2 separate regions of the Mus musculus genome follow, and region 1 is linked to region 2. The links are chromatin contacts, called in public Hi-C maps. All regions are on one chromosome and are shown on one strand. Each heading gives the region's core, a stretch centred on a gene start, on an enhancer-like site or on the middle of the called end of the contact. The rest is flanking DNA. Distances are from core to core; before and after follow the strand shown. Region 1 overlaps Mbnl2 (muscleblind like splicing factor 2). Region 2 overlaps Gm4681 (a long non-coding RNA gene).

Evidence for each region. Hi-C and Micro-C count contacts between places; a contact is called where the count stands out from the background.
Region 1: a Hi-C map of cerebral cortex shows a contact between it and region 2, with 2.9 times the contacts expected there. The contact joins two enhancer-like sites. A contact is called at or near these places in 3 of 484 Hi-C or Micro-C datasets (bone marrow-derived macrophages, cerebral cortex and embryonic stem cells), 2 of 115 datasets of contacts at active chromatin or transcription factors (the NIH/3T3 cell line and hepatocytes) and 1 of 9 other capture datasets (embryonic stem cells).

What each region holds. Positions count from the first base shown.
Region 1 is chr14:120,407,315-120,413,990 of GRCm38.p6, forward strand. The region is part of intron 7 of Mbnl2 (muscleblind like splicing factor 2); the gene reads left to right. Among named protein-coding and RNA genes, the nearest start is that of Gm26679, 22 kb to the left of the region's middle. Within about 2 kb of position 2,812, at least 4 of the 459 cell types and tissues checked have an H3K27ac peak or open chromatin away from gene starts, as enhancers often do. A contact at or near this core is called in cerebral cortex, where this site is marked.
Region 2 is chr14:120,117,524-120,124,009 of GRCm38.p6, forward strand. Gm4681 (a long non-coding RNA gene) reads right to left here. Exons shown (of 7, transcript XR_001781467.2): 3 at 3,885-3,991. Among named protein-coding and RNA genes, the nearest start is that of Gm4681, 21 kb to the right of the region's middle. Within about 2 kb of position 1,763, at least 12 of the 459 cell types and tissues checked have an H3K27ac peak or open chromatin away from gene starts, as enhancers often do. A contact at or near this core is called in cerebral cortex, where this site is marked.

The DNA of each region.
Region 1 (6,676 bases), core at 1,562-4,061, 290 kb after region 2:
AGCTTCAGCCTAAATGCCCAGAAAAGTCTCTCAACCTTAGACTTGCAGTTTGAGAAAGACAGAATATAAATACATTCTGGAAGTTTTATTTTATTTTAAAGAAATAGCTGCTTAGCTCTAAAAATACATAGTAAACAAAAATATAACAAGCAGATTTATCGCGTTATTTTCTGATATAATTGTTATTTTTTGATATAATTTAATCTCAATATATTAAATTATAAATAATAATAATAATAATAATAACGACAACAGCAACAACAATATAAACCACTTACTCCATAGCAGGTATAATACTAATGATCTCTCATTTTACATAGCTTGACTCTATTACATTGTGTGTGTGTGTGTGTGTGTGTGTGTGTGTGTGTGTGTAATAGATACCACTAGATCCTCACTGTGGTTTTATGAGACTGGTAAAATGTTCATCTTTCTCATTTTATAGATGGTAAAACTTAAATAACATTTACCTGCATTAACTGAAGTGTCACGGCTCATAAATGGCCTGGTGGGCTTACAGCAGATGTCAACTGACTGCAGATGTCTTCCTCTTCTGTTGATTGGTAGTTTGCTGCCTTCTAGATAATAATGAAAGCTCAAAAGTCACATCTCACAAAATAACTATCAGGCAGGGGTCACCATAAATGCAAATCCTTTAAGGAAGGCCTTTTAGCAGCCTTGTGAATGTCTCTAACTAAGGAGGACACAAAACTGGGAGGATGAGTATAGGCATAGAGGCCAGCTACTGAGGTGAGCACCAGGTCATGTTTAGAAATTATACTGTAGACCTCATTAGGGTTAGAGTTAGGTAATGTTATGACCTGAGAACATTACCTATAATGTCTAAAGAATAAATCTAAGAAAGAGTTAGCTAGCAGTCTTAGTAAGCTGGGTGTGAAGGCAGTTTTCTTGTTTAGACTCAAAGACGGGCATCTCCCACTGTCAGAATGCCTAGGCAACAATAAACACGAAATCACATTTAAGCCAGTCAGCTTCAGCCTAGTCACAGGGCTCGAATGTGTGAAGTTGATTCAGAATAAACAACTCAGTGTGTAGTTACCTAATTTTTTTCATTATAAGCATTTTGTCTTAATAATAGACAGATGTGGGTTAAAATTCCTATAACCTAAATGATTACAGAAATGTGCTTCCAGGGTTTTTTTTTTTTTTTTTTTTTTTTTTTTTTTTTTTTTTTTAGTGTTTTGGATTTTCAAACTCAAATATATTTTACACGTTAGTACACAGGTACAGTGGAGGGGAGGGGAGGGACATAGAGCCTAGCTGGAAAAGAGCCAGTGATTGGATTGGTCAGTGTAGGGGTGTGGCCCGGAGTATGGCTGACTGTAGGTGGGCACTGACCTTAATGTTGCCCACATTAGGGATCTCAGGCAGAGCGGTCTTGGGAACAGAAGCTAAGAAGACTAGACAGTTGGACTTGAGGTTGGAGAGTCTGCAAAGACTTGAAACATTTTAACCGGATCCTGAACTGAAACAGTGACAGCTGGCCAGAGTTTGCTTCACCTTTGCATGTTACACTGGAGAGTAACTTAAAGCCAAAGACAAAAGTCAAAAACACCTTCACGCTATGACAGAACTCATCCAAAGAACTCTGTCTCGGGTGGCAGAAAGAAATGTGGAAAGGCGTGAAAGGTTACCACAGAAAGTAATTTCTTAGGCTCTGAGTTCTTTCCAGAGCAGTAGCTTGGTGGCTTCATTGGTCATATGCATCTAGTGTACCTACCCCAATATGTTGTTATGGAGAACTACCAAAACCTAGAGCCCCACAGGGGTGCACAGACTCCCCTCAACTGTAAAGAGATGCCACTCGCTCTGGCTCTGCATTATAGTTCATATAGGATAAACGAGTTCATTCTGGTTTGGGAGATGTCTGGGAGAAAAACAATTACAGCCTAAATATTAGGACTCTCTGGAGCTCCCAGACAGCGCCTTCAAAACCAAAGTCATGCGATGTTTCCAACACGGTGTGAACAAACACCTAACCGTGTCTCCAAAGCATGCCAATTCATGGTCATGGCCTTCACACTTCACACCTCTATGTAAGTCCTCCTAAGAGTAAGCTCACTCAACAGATATTCGGCCTTAAGAAATTGGTTGATAGTGTGTCCGTCATGTATATATCCCGTTTCCAGTTACATTTATTTATTTATTTAGGGCATGTGTGCGCGTGCACTCACCAGCATGTATATGGAGCCCCAAAGACAACTTGCAGGAGTTGGTTCTCTCATTCTACTATCTAGGATCTAGGGGCTGAACTCGGGTCATCAGGCTCTGCACCCAGTGCCTTTACCCGCTGAACCATCTCAACCCCCCTCCCCATCTTTTTATTGAAATATCTGATAAGCTAGAAGTTTTCATTTTTCAGACACGGCAGATAGATATAGGTGCGTTCCATCTGACATTCAACCTGAGTAACATTCTACCAGAAAGAGAGTACGATTTCCTGTAGCCAGAATCACCCACTGTGTTTTAATTGGCCTTTCTAAGAGCTACTTTTAAGGAAATCCTGTCTCGCCTTACTCACCTTCAGGGCCACAGTGGACATAACCCAAAGCCACTGAGGTAAGGGTGTTCCGATTCATCCCTATCACAGCTCGGCCTTGAAGGATTTCTATTATTCAGTGCCATCTGCTGGGACTATATTCAGACAAATGTAGGAGGTCGTCGGCATTTCCACTATCCATCACTTGACCCATTTTAGAGCCTGTGTTTCTCACAAGAAAGTATCTTGGTTCTGCCGGGCCCGGTGCGGGAGGGGTGGGTAGGCTTTTGTCAGTTCTCCCTCCTGGAATACACAGCAGAGTGGCCAGCCCCCGTGCAGACGTTAAAACTGCCAAACACTCCTTTCTCACAGTCTGCCCATCCCTGAGTGCTGAGGACAAAAAAAGCGCTGGGGGCCCCAGAGTGATGTTGACCCCCCCCCACCCCCTCCCAAAAGCAAAGACCGCAAGCCGTCGCACGGCATGCTGGGTAGAAAACCATCAGACTCCACCCCTTCTACACTGCATGGTGGTTGGAGGGTCCTCCCTCTTCCATCTTTCACTGGTTAAGACCCTAACTATTTTGCTTGTACGCTTAGTTTGAGCTCCTTGGTGACTGATTCTAACTGTCAGCGTGGAGGAGTCTAGATTTCCTGGTAGGGGGAAATGTTTTCAAAGTACAGTGCAGGGCTTAGGCGAACTGAATGAAGGAGCAAGGTAGAAGGACAGATGGAGTTGTGGTTGGCCTGTTTGTTTGTTTGTTTTGTGTGTGGTTTTGTTTTATCTTTAAGAAGTCAGGAAATCAGCTGGTGAGATGTCTCTACAGGTAAAAAGCATTTGCCACACAAACCTGAATATCTGAGTCCCAGAACTGAGTGAAGGAGAGAATTGATTCCCGCATATGTGCATCATGACACACATGCACTCGTATTCACACATACACATTGTACACACACACACACACACACACACATGCATGAGAGATCTCTCAGAACATCAAGAGAGAACAGACCTTTCCTTTGCTGGCTTCAGAGGCAGCTGCTTCAGGGGCGCCTGCAGCGAGGCTTGATTAATGAAAATACCTACAGATTCGTTAGGGAAAGCGAGTTATGTAATCACTGCAATCCAGTACAGTTTCTTTTTTTTTTTTTTCAAATAATTCACACCTCCTGGTGAGAGCCTTGAGCAGACTTTTTGTACATAGCACCTGAAGACATAGCAGCTCTAGTTCTGAGCAGCTTGGCCTGTCCGGAGAGTCCTGAGGTGCCTGGTGCGTTGTCCTACTTAGAGCTTCAGATCCTATACTCTTTCGAGTTTTGATGGGACTTTGGGTGGGGGTTGTTATTGAATTTAAAGTCATATTCCCCAGAGTATGTTGGTTTTTTAGGTGTTAGTAAAGCCGGGTTCCACAACTCTTAATGTCAGGCTTCTGGCATGGAGCTGTGTGGATACATAGTTCATCTTGTGTGTTATTCCCAGCTGGAGGTTTTCAAGGAAGGGCAGACTAGCTGCCACGCATGAACTCAGCCAGTGTCCAAGGGCTCGATGATGGGTAGGGCTTTTCTCCATCACAGCTGTCCCAAACAGAGCAAGTGTTTTCTGCATCCAAATCTGGATGCCGTCTTGCACTTCTGCCTGAGGGCTGGAGAAGTAACCAGTGTGTGTGTGTGTGTGTGTGTGTGTCTGTGTGTGTGTGTGTCTGTGTGTGTGTGTGTGTGTCTGTGTGTGTCTGTGTGTGTGTCTGTATGTGTGTGTCTGTGTGTGTCTGTGTGTGTGTCTGTATGTGTGTGTCTGTGTGTGTGTGTCTGGGGGGGGGGCTGGGGGGGTCCCAAGAAACCGTGGCTGCATTTACCAGAAATGGAAGAGGCAGTAACTTCCAGGATCATATAAGTTTCAGTTTATTCCAGTTGGGAGGGATAATAGAGGTCATTAGAGGTCATTAGAGGTCAGTGACTTAGTAAGGAGATATGAAATCATTAGAACGTGTCCTAAGAACACGAAACCCCCTATGTAAATATCACTGCATGGGAAATAAGCCCCAAGGTAAGATTCTATACCCAAAGTAGCCAGGGACATATCTCTATCTCTGCAGGAATGGGGGAGACTGGGATGTGGTAAGGTGCGGGCCAACCTGGAGAATATGCAAAAGGTGAAGGCAAGGGACTCGGGAGATAGCTATGTCAACAGGACACTTGCTGAGCACGCTTGAGCACCTGTGCTCAGTCTGCCAGAGCCCAGAGAAAAGGCAGATGCAGAACTCCATCATCCCAGCCACGGAAAGGTGGAGGCAGGAAGATCTCAGTGTCTTACCAGGCTAGTCAGACACTCAAGCTCCTAGCTTAGCAAGGCTCAATGCATAGGGGAAGGGACTATAGACTGGCTCACTTAGGAAACTGCCTGCTACCCAAGTACTAAAACCTGGGTTTAGAGTTCCAGCAGTCCATGTAGAAAGATGAGTGTGGCAGCAGAGAACTGGAACCCCAGCAGAGACAGGCAGAACCTGGAACTCGCTGGCTGTCTGGTCTAATAGATACCTTTGAAGTTCAAACTCAGTGAGAGACTTTGCCTCAAAGGAATAAGACAGAGTATGGTTAAAGAAGACATCAGATACCAACATCTGAGCCCTACATGTGTATACACACACACACCCCGCATACACACACACTGCACATATACATACCCCACATGCACATACACACATATAAATATATACATACTTAACACACATATACATGCATACATACATATATACATACATAATACATACATACATTCATACATACAGTGAAAAGCAGTTGAGTACATCTGACATGGACCTCTGGCTTCCACATGCACGCACACACACACACACATACACACACACACACACACATGCACAAAGGAACCCATATTCATATGAATTAATCAAATGCTAGAAACAAAAGTGTGGTCAAATGAAAGAGGAATTCATATAAAGCCTGTTACCTTACATGATTTTGCACTTAAACCTACAACATGAACTCTCTTGTCACTTCCACATCTGAAGAAATGAAAGTTTAGGTTTGGTCATAGCGTTAATCGGTAGCAAAGGCTGCATTTGACCTTAAAGCCTGTCTCAGTCAACTTTCTGCCAAGTGACCGAACACCTAAGATAATCAGCTTCATGGGGAACAACCTTCGTCTTGGCTCAGGTGGGGTTTCAGTCCATGCTTGGTTGGTCCCTTGCTTTGGGGTTTGTGCCAGCATCGCACATCATGACGGGAGTGCATGGCAGAAGAGGCCTCGCCCTCTCATGGCAGCCTGGGAGCTAAAGAGAGACCAGGAAAGAACAGGTCACAGTATCACCTTCAAGGTCACCTCTCCGAGGCTCAGTTCTCTAGTGTAAATTTGCCTCTTGAAGGTTCCTACCATCACCCAACAGCAGCAAGCTGGAGATGAAGCCTTTCTTTAACAGATGGGCCACATCCAGAGCATTGCAAATTCAGTGTTTCCCTAGCGTTACACACATTTGTAACAGCACGTATAGCTTAGAAAGGATCTTAGGGTCAGCCTCAAAGTGGCTTAGCTATTAAAGGTACTTGCAACCAGGTCTGAAGACCTAACACACACACCACACACACACACCACACACACACCACACACACCACACACACACACACCACACACACACCCCACACACACCACACACACACACACACCCCACACACACACCACACACACCACACACACCACACACACACACACCACACACACACACACACCCCACACACACACCACACACACCACACACACACACACACACACACACACACACACACACCACACACACACACACCCCACACACACACCACACACACCACACACACCACACACACACACACCACACACACACACACACCCCACACACACACACACACACACCCCACACACACACCCCACACACACCACACACACACACACACCCCACACACCCACCACACACACCCCACACACCACACACACACACCCCACACACACACACACACCCCACACACACACCACACACACACACAAAATATATTCTTAAAGAGATGCTACAGTTACAGATCTAAGTAGGGAACAGTTTAACAGTAGTGTGAGCTTTTAAAGCCTGCTTTGGGCCTGTTGGGTGACTGGCTGGGAGCACAGAGCAGAACATGCTATGGTCACTCATGGAAAAG
Region 2 (6,486 bases), core at 513-3,012:
GATAAAGACTTGGTAAATTTTTCTTTCAGTACTCAAAACAACTATTCAACTCAGCAAAACAGTTGCCTGCATAATTAGCAAATGATTTAAAATGGCAATGTATACAATTGTATACAATGTAACACCAAATTTAAAGACATTTTGGTGTATTAGTGTAATTTTTTGGAGGATGAGAAAAAGTTTAAACAGACCACATGTTAATTTTAATGATGATAAATGGATTACAAAGAAGTAGTCAATTTAGGATGCGACTCTATTTGTCAAACCAAGGCTGAATGACATTGATGGATTGGATATATACGCACAGGAGTTTGGCAAAAATCAGTGAAAGTTTCCTGTGACTCAATTGTTTACGGAAAGCTCAAAATGTTGAATGGTTTATCATTATCTATAAATCATATGCCATGTATTGGCATCAGTAAAAGTAATAATCACACTCATGTGCTCAGTACACACACAGACACACATATTCATACACACACACACACACACACACACACACACACACACACACACACTTTCCCCTAGAAAGCTTGTCTTCAAACAATGAAGTGGACAGGATCAATCAGAAACCAGCATGTGTACTTTCTGTGTGTCTCCATGATATTAGGACACTCAGGTTCTTGTATCTATTTCCCCAACTAAGCCAGGAAACCAAGATTGGATAGAAGACAATATCTTGGGCAATGATAAAATAGAAGAAAGTAAGGAGACAAACTCTCATCCAGTTACACACAACCTGAAGGAGCATCCACTCTGAGTAGCCTTGCTCAAGGCCAGAGACAAAGAACATTGGGTGCTAGGGGGATAACAACTGACATCTGGAGCTTTAAACTGCTCTGGAGGCCATGACACCAGGGCTCGATTCCACACCCAGAGCACTGCCCAACAAGGTTTAGTGGGTTGGGGGTAGAGGTTCTATTCCACACTCAAGAATGAACCTAGGGTCCTTCCACTTGAGGCCTAGACCAACCCCAGACATCTTAGAGGATCATGGAATATCTTGTTTATGGGTGACCTACAGGAGAGTGTATACTGATGATAGCAAGCAGTCTGGGGATAATTCTGGGGGGATCTGCACAAAAGGAAATGGTCATTTGTCGATACAGAGTATTCCCTTACTGCAGTCCGTTCCCATCCCTTCCTTTGTGGACAGGAAATTTGTCATACATGACGCTTCCCTCTGTGAAGGGCATCCTAGTAAACATGCTGGACTCATCCAAACTGCACAGTAAACCTAAAACAGTTCAGGCAAACTGGCCGACAGTTGTCTGCTGCAGATCTGCAGGGCTCGAGCTGGCTCCAATAGATTATGAGAAGGGTGAGGGAGATGAGATTAATCGGTCCCTATTTCTCTGATTTAACTACTGTTCCACCTTAATTTTACAAAATAGAGACTCAAATACCTAGCTGCTTGGCGTTTATGACCTGAGGTCAGTGTATGCTTTGTTAGTGGAACTTGGTGAGTCTTTTCTAAAACGTTGTGTAAGGAAAAGCAGGTGCTCATAGGAGATGATAGGGAAGTATATGGAAGACTCAACAGAAGAACAAAAGGGACATCCTGGAGAATGGAATGGCACAGAGCAAAGACCAACACCCAACGGTGAGGACAGAATGAGGTGCCTGCAAGTGCATGTGTATCGGTGGATGTCTGAGGAACTTGCCAAAGTCTATTTCCAGCACATGATTCTGAGGACAGCAGGCAGGAATGTGCTCCTGGAACAGTGTCAAGCAAGCAGGCCACCTTCGTCTCCCCAGCGTGGGTGCCAGTAGTGACATACATGTGAGGGAGCTGCTTCCACACACCTCCCTCCATCTGCTTCCTGGACTCTAGGAACAGAATGGAAGTGCTGAGAGCTGTGGCAAAGCCAGAGCCACTGCTGTCAGTTGGCCCAGAGACACCTCTTGTGGAGTTTGGCACACTTCACGCAGGTACACACTTTGGTGAGAGCCACTGTCCAGTGTCATCTATAACATGAGTTAAAACACTATTGCTCACGGGTCTTCTTTCATAAGCAACAAGGACAGGAAGATCACAAAAAAGGGCCCAGAAACGGACACGTAGGCTCTTACCCACCATGTGATGGAGGTTTTCCTTGGCCCCCGGTGTGTAGGAAGGCTGCCCCCTGTGGTGGCCTTGCTTGCCTTCTTCTTTTGGGTGTTTCCTGGTGTAACTCTACCATCTGTCATGTGGAGTATTCTGAGAAAGGCCCTCCTATTCTAGCAACCTGCAGAGGGATGACAGATGAGTGTGGGGGAGGGGAGCACATGTCCCCCTCTCTGAGTGGGCTTGTGTGACTTCACGTCAAGCAGAGCTATAATTACAAATGAGCTTTTGAAAAGAATGCATTTCCAAATGTCAAGGGTTGTGGTTTCTTCCATTGTCTTTCCATTTCTCATCTGTTTTCCCCATAAATTTATTTTTTGGTGAAGAAGAGACAAAATCTTAGAACCCTTAGAATCTAAGGACCCCAGAAAAGTAGCCTTTTCTTTTTACAAAGTAAAATTAAAACCTTAAGAGAAGTCATCAATAATAATAAACATTGTAGCCCCTGGATAGTCAGAACAATGGTGTGAAAAGAACTCGCTACTGCCCTGTGCTATCCAATGTCCTATATGTCAGCCTGCAGTCCGATTTCATACTTCTTGAAATGGAAGGATCACAGACAGCTCTGAGGACAAGATGCTCAGACATTGTAAGCACACTCCGTACAGAAAGAAAATGTAATCTCTTGAATAATTTATACTGATTGCAGTATATATACTGATTGTTCAAGTAGTAATTTTTTTAGTTACAAGAGACTAAATAGAATACATAATATTTAAATTTTTATTAAGTGGTTTTAATTTTTTAATGCGGCTGCTAGAAAGTTGAGAAATATATTTTCCGCACGTTCCTGCCAGACACTGGGAGATAGCCAGCAGAGTAAGGGAGCCATGGCATTAATAATTAGCCTAGAAACTCCCTTGCTGGTCCCCTCTCAAGTTCACACTTATTACCCAAAGCTTTAACTGGCAACCGCTTTATTTTCTTCTTATTCCATCTATTTTAGGAAATGAGAAGCATTTAGAAAATGAGAGGTGCATACTGTTACGGTATAACTCTTAAACCAGAAACTTCAGCCTTTCTCTGTTCTTTTTTTTTTCTGGTTTCTTTTTTATTTATTTATTTTTTATTACGTATTTTCCTCAATTACATTTCCAATGCTATCCCAAAAGCCTCCTACACCCTCCCCCCACACCCCTACCCACCCATTCCCATTTTTTGGCCCTGGCGTTCCCCTGTACTGGGGCATATAAAGTTTGCCTGTCCAGTGGGCCTCTCTTTCTAGTGATGGCCGACTAGGCCATCTTTTGATACATATGCAGCTAGAGTCAAGCGCTCCGGTGTACCGGTTAGTTCATAATGTTGCACCTATAGGGTTGCAGATCCCTTCAGCTCCTTGGGTACTTTCTCTAGCTCCTCCATTGGGGGCCCTGTGATCCATCCAATAGTTGACTGTGAGCATCCACTTCTGTGTTTGCTAGGCCCCAGCCTAGTCTCACAAGAGACAGCTATATCACGGTCCTTGCACCAAACGCTTGCTAGTGTATGCAATGGTGTCATCGTTTGGAGGCTAATTATGGGATGGATCCCTGGATATCGCAGTCTCTTGATGGTCCATCCTTTTGTCTCAGCTCCAAACTTTATCTCTGTAACTCCTTCCATGGGTGATTGTTTCCAATTCTAAGAATGGGAAAAGTGTCCACACTTTGGTCTTCGTTCTTCTTCAGTTTCATGTGTTTTGCAAATTGTACCTTATATCTCACTATACTAAGTTTCTGGGCTAATATCCACTTATCAGTGAGTACATATTATTTGAGTTCTTTTGTGATTGTGTTACCTCACTCAGGATGATGCCCTCCAGGTCCAACCATCTGCCTAGGAATACCCTTTGCGTAAAGCACACGGTGGGGGTGGTGCACTGTGAGGAGATCAGAGAACAAAGTCCTGTGGAAAGGGAATGAAGAGGTCAGATCGATGGTTAGAAAATTCGCCGCCCTTCTTGGAAGAGACAGGTCTGAGAGCACCTAGGGCAGAAGGGAGAGGCTGAGTAAGCCTCTACTACCTAATTTACTAAAGACCAATAGGTTTAAAGGGCTCACTGTTCCACCAATCATATTGTGCCTAGTTGCTGATGCTACATTCTCTGACCCTGGAAACCACATAAAAACTTGGTGATTGGGTGACCAGGGTTACCACCTCTCCTTCCGGTCTGGGATGACCCCAGTGCACTGAATCAATAAATTCCTCTTGCTTTTTGCATCGATTAGGGCTCCACATGGTTCACTCAGGGGGCTCCCCGGTAAGCTAAGGCTCGCCAGAGTCTTACGTTAGTAACTGAGTTATGTTAAAAAGCAAATAATTAAAAGTCTCACAAATATGTAACGTTTCAAAACAGTTCACAAAAGGATTAAACTACATGTTCCAACTTCCAAACTGGACTGGTTCTCCCGCCCAGGAATGTCTTTGCTATCCGGATCCTGTAAGAGTTAACATGGCTCTAAGCCAGCATTTACAACATGTCCTGAGTTGATGGGAGACTCGAGGAATATAGCCAGTACTTTAAAGAGTTGATGCTGACTCAAATTATATTATTGTTGCTGTTATTGCTATCACCTCCACCATCATCACCATCACCTCCACCATCATCACCATCATCACTGCTGTCATTATCATCAGTATTGTTTGTGTGTGAGAAAGGGGCTTGACAACTTTCATGAGTTGATTATATTGCTCAATCTCAGGTCTTGAGACAGACAGCCTCTGTTTTCAATGCGGTCTCATCAGCCCTTTAATCCATTCTTAAAAGACCAACTGGAGGACCACTTTCACATGCATTCATAATCCCTCTGCCAAGCATTCACATGTTCACGAGAAAGACTGAGAAAAAGTGGAAAGACACGAAGGGATCCCACGAGGCATACACGTACAGAAAGAGCAGGTGCAGTGTACAGGGGAACAGAGGGAGGAGAGATGCACACTTCTCAAAAGAAAACAAACAAACCCAATAATGCGGGTGAAAACTACCAGAAGCCTTTATCAAGATAGCTGTGAACATGTGGAACAGGGGCTGGAAAGACTGGAAGGGAGAGGGGGTCAGAAATCTGTTGGTAAATTGTATCTCCTAGGAACATTAGAAGCTGCACTCACAAAGTTCCACCAACGTGACTGCCCAAACACAATCTGAACAAACAGGACAGCAATGAACAGGCCAACCTGAAGAGAGAGAGCTCCACAGCCCCCAAGCCCTCGGAGTAGAACCGCAGGCGACTGTGCAAAACTGGGAGCGAGAGGAGTGGTCCTCCATAGGGAGGATGCACACATGGTTGCTCAGTGCCAAACAGACAGCCCTAAAATCCCACGTGGAAGTTATATTGTATGGACTCAGCAGGGTAGAGATATATATGGATATACAGATGCATACAAGTATGGATGCTATAACAATTAAATTTTTTTAAAAGAGAGACCATGAATTTAAAGGAGAGTGGGGAGGACTGTATGGGAGGATTTGGAGGGAGAGAAGGGAAGGAAAACTGTGAAAAACTTACAATCTCAAAACCAAACAACAAATGTGTGAGACCCAGCTAAAGCTGTGCTCAGGGCAAATCTGTAGCCTTAAGTGCTTGCATTAGAAAACCTTAGAATCCACAGTCTAGGATTTGGGAGCCAGAAAAATCTTCTTGTAACAAGCCAGGTCATAAACATTTGACTCCTTGACTAATATATGGTCTGTCCAGAAATATTCAACACTTCTTATAGTGAGAAAGAAGCCATAAATAACAGAAAAGTAAACAATTATGTCTGTGTTAAAAATCATTATGAACACTGAAATTTGAATTTCATGTAATTTTATGTATTAATATTTTTAGAAATTTTAATCAAGCAAAAACATTTTTAAAAATTCAAAATGATATATGGACTTAATACAATGCCAATCAAATGTTTAACAGGATTCTATTGCATAAATTAATTGATTTAAAACTATATATTGGAAAATAACAAATTTAAAATACTGAAAATAGAAAAGTTACAGAAAGTCACACTGTACTATAAATCTTAATATAAAAGAAATATCCTGATCAAAAAACACTTGTATCAGTATGAACGTGCACATAAGACAATTGGATAGTATGCAAAGACACATAAACACCTTTTTTGATTTTCACAAGACTGCCTTAGTAATTCAGTAAAGAAAAGAGAATTTTCAACAAGTTATGTTGGAACTAGATAGTCAGGTGGAAATAAAAAATAATTAGTACTACCCATATATGCAGTGCTAAATGGTTGTTCATACAACATTTTGGTTGTTCTATGCCAGTCAGCTCTAAAATCACACATGGAAGCAACATTATATGGACTCAGTAGGGTAGAACTAGATATAGATAGATAGATAGATAGATAGATAGATAGATAGATAGAGATAGATAGATAGATAGATAGAT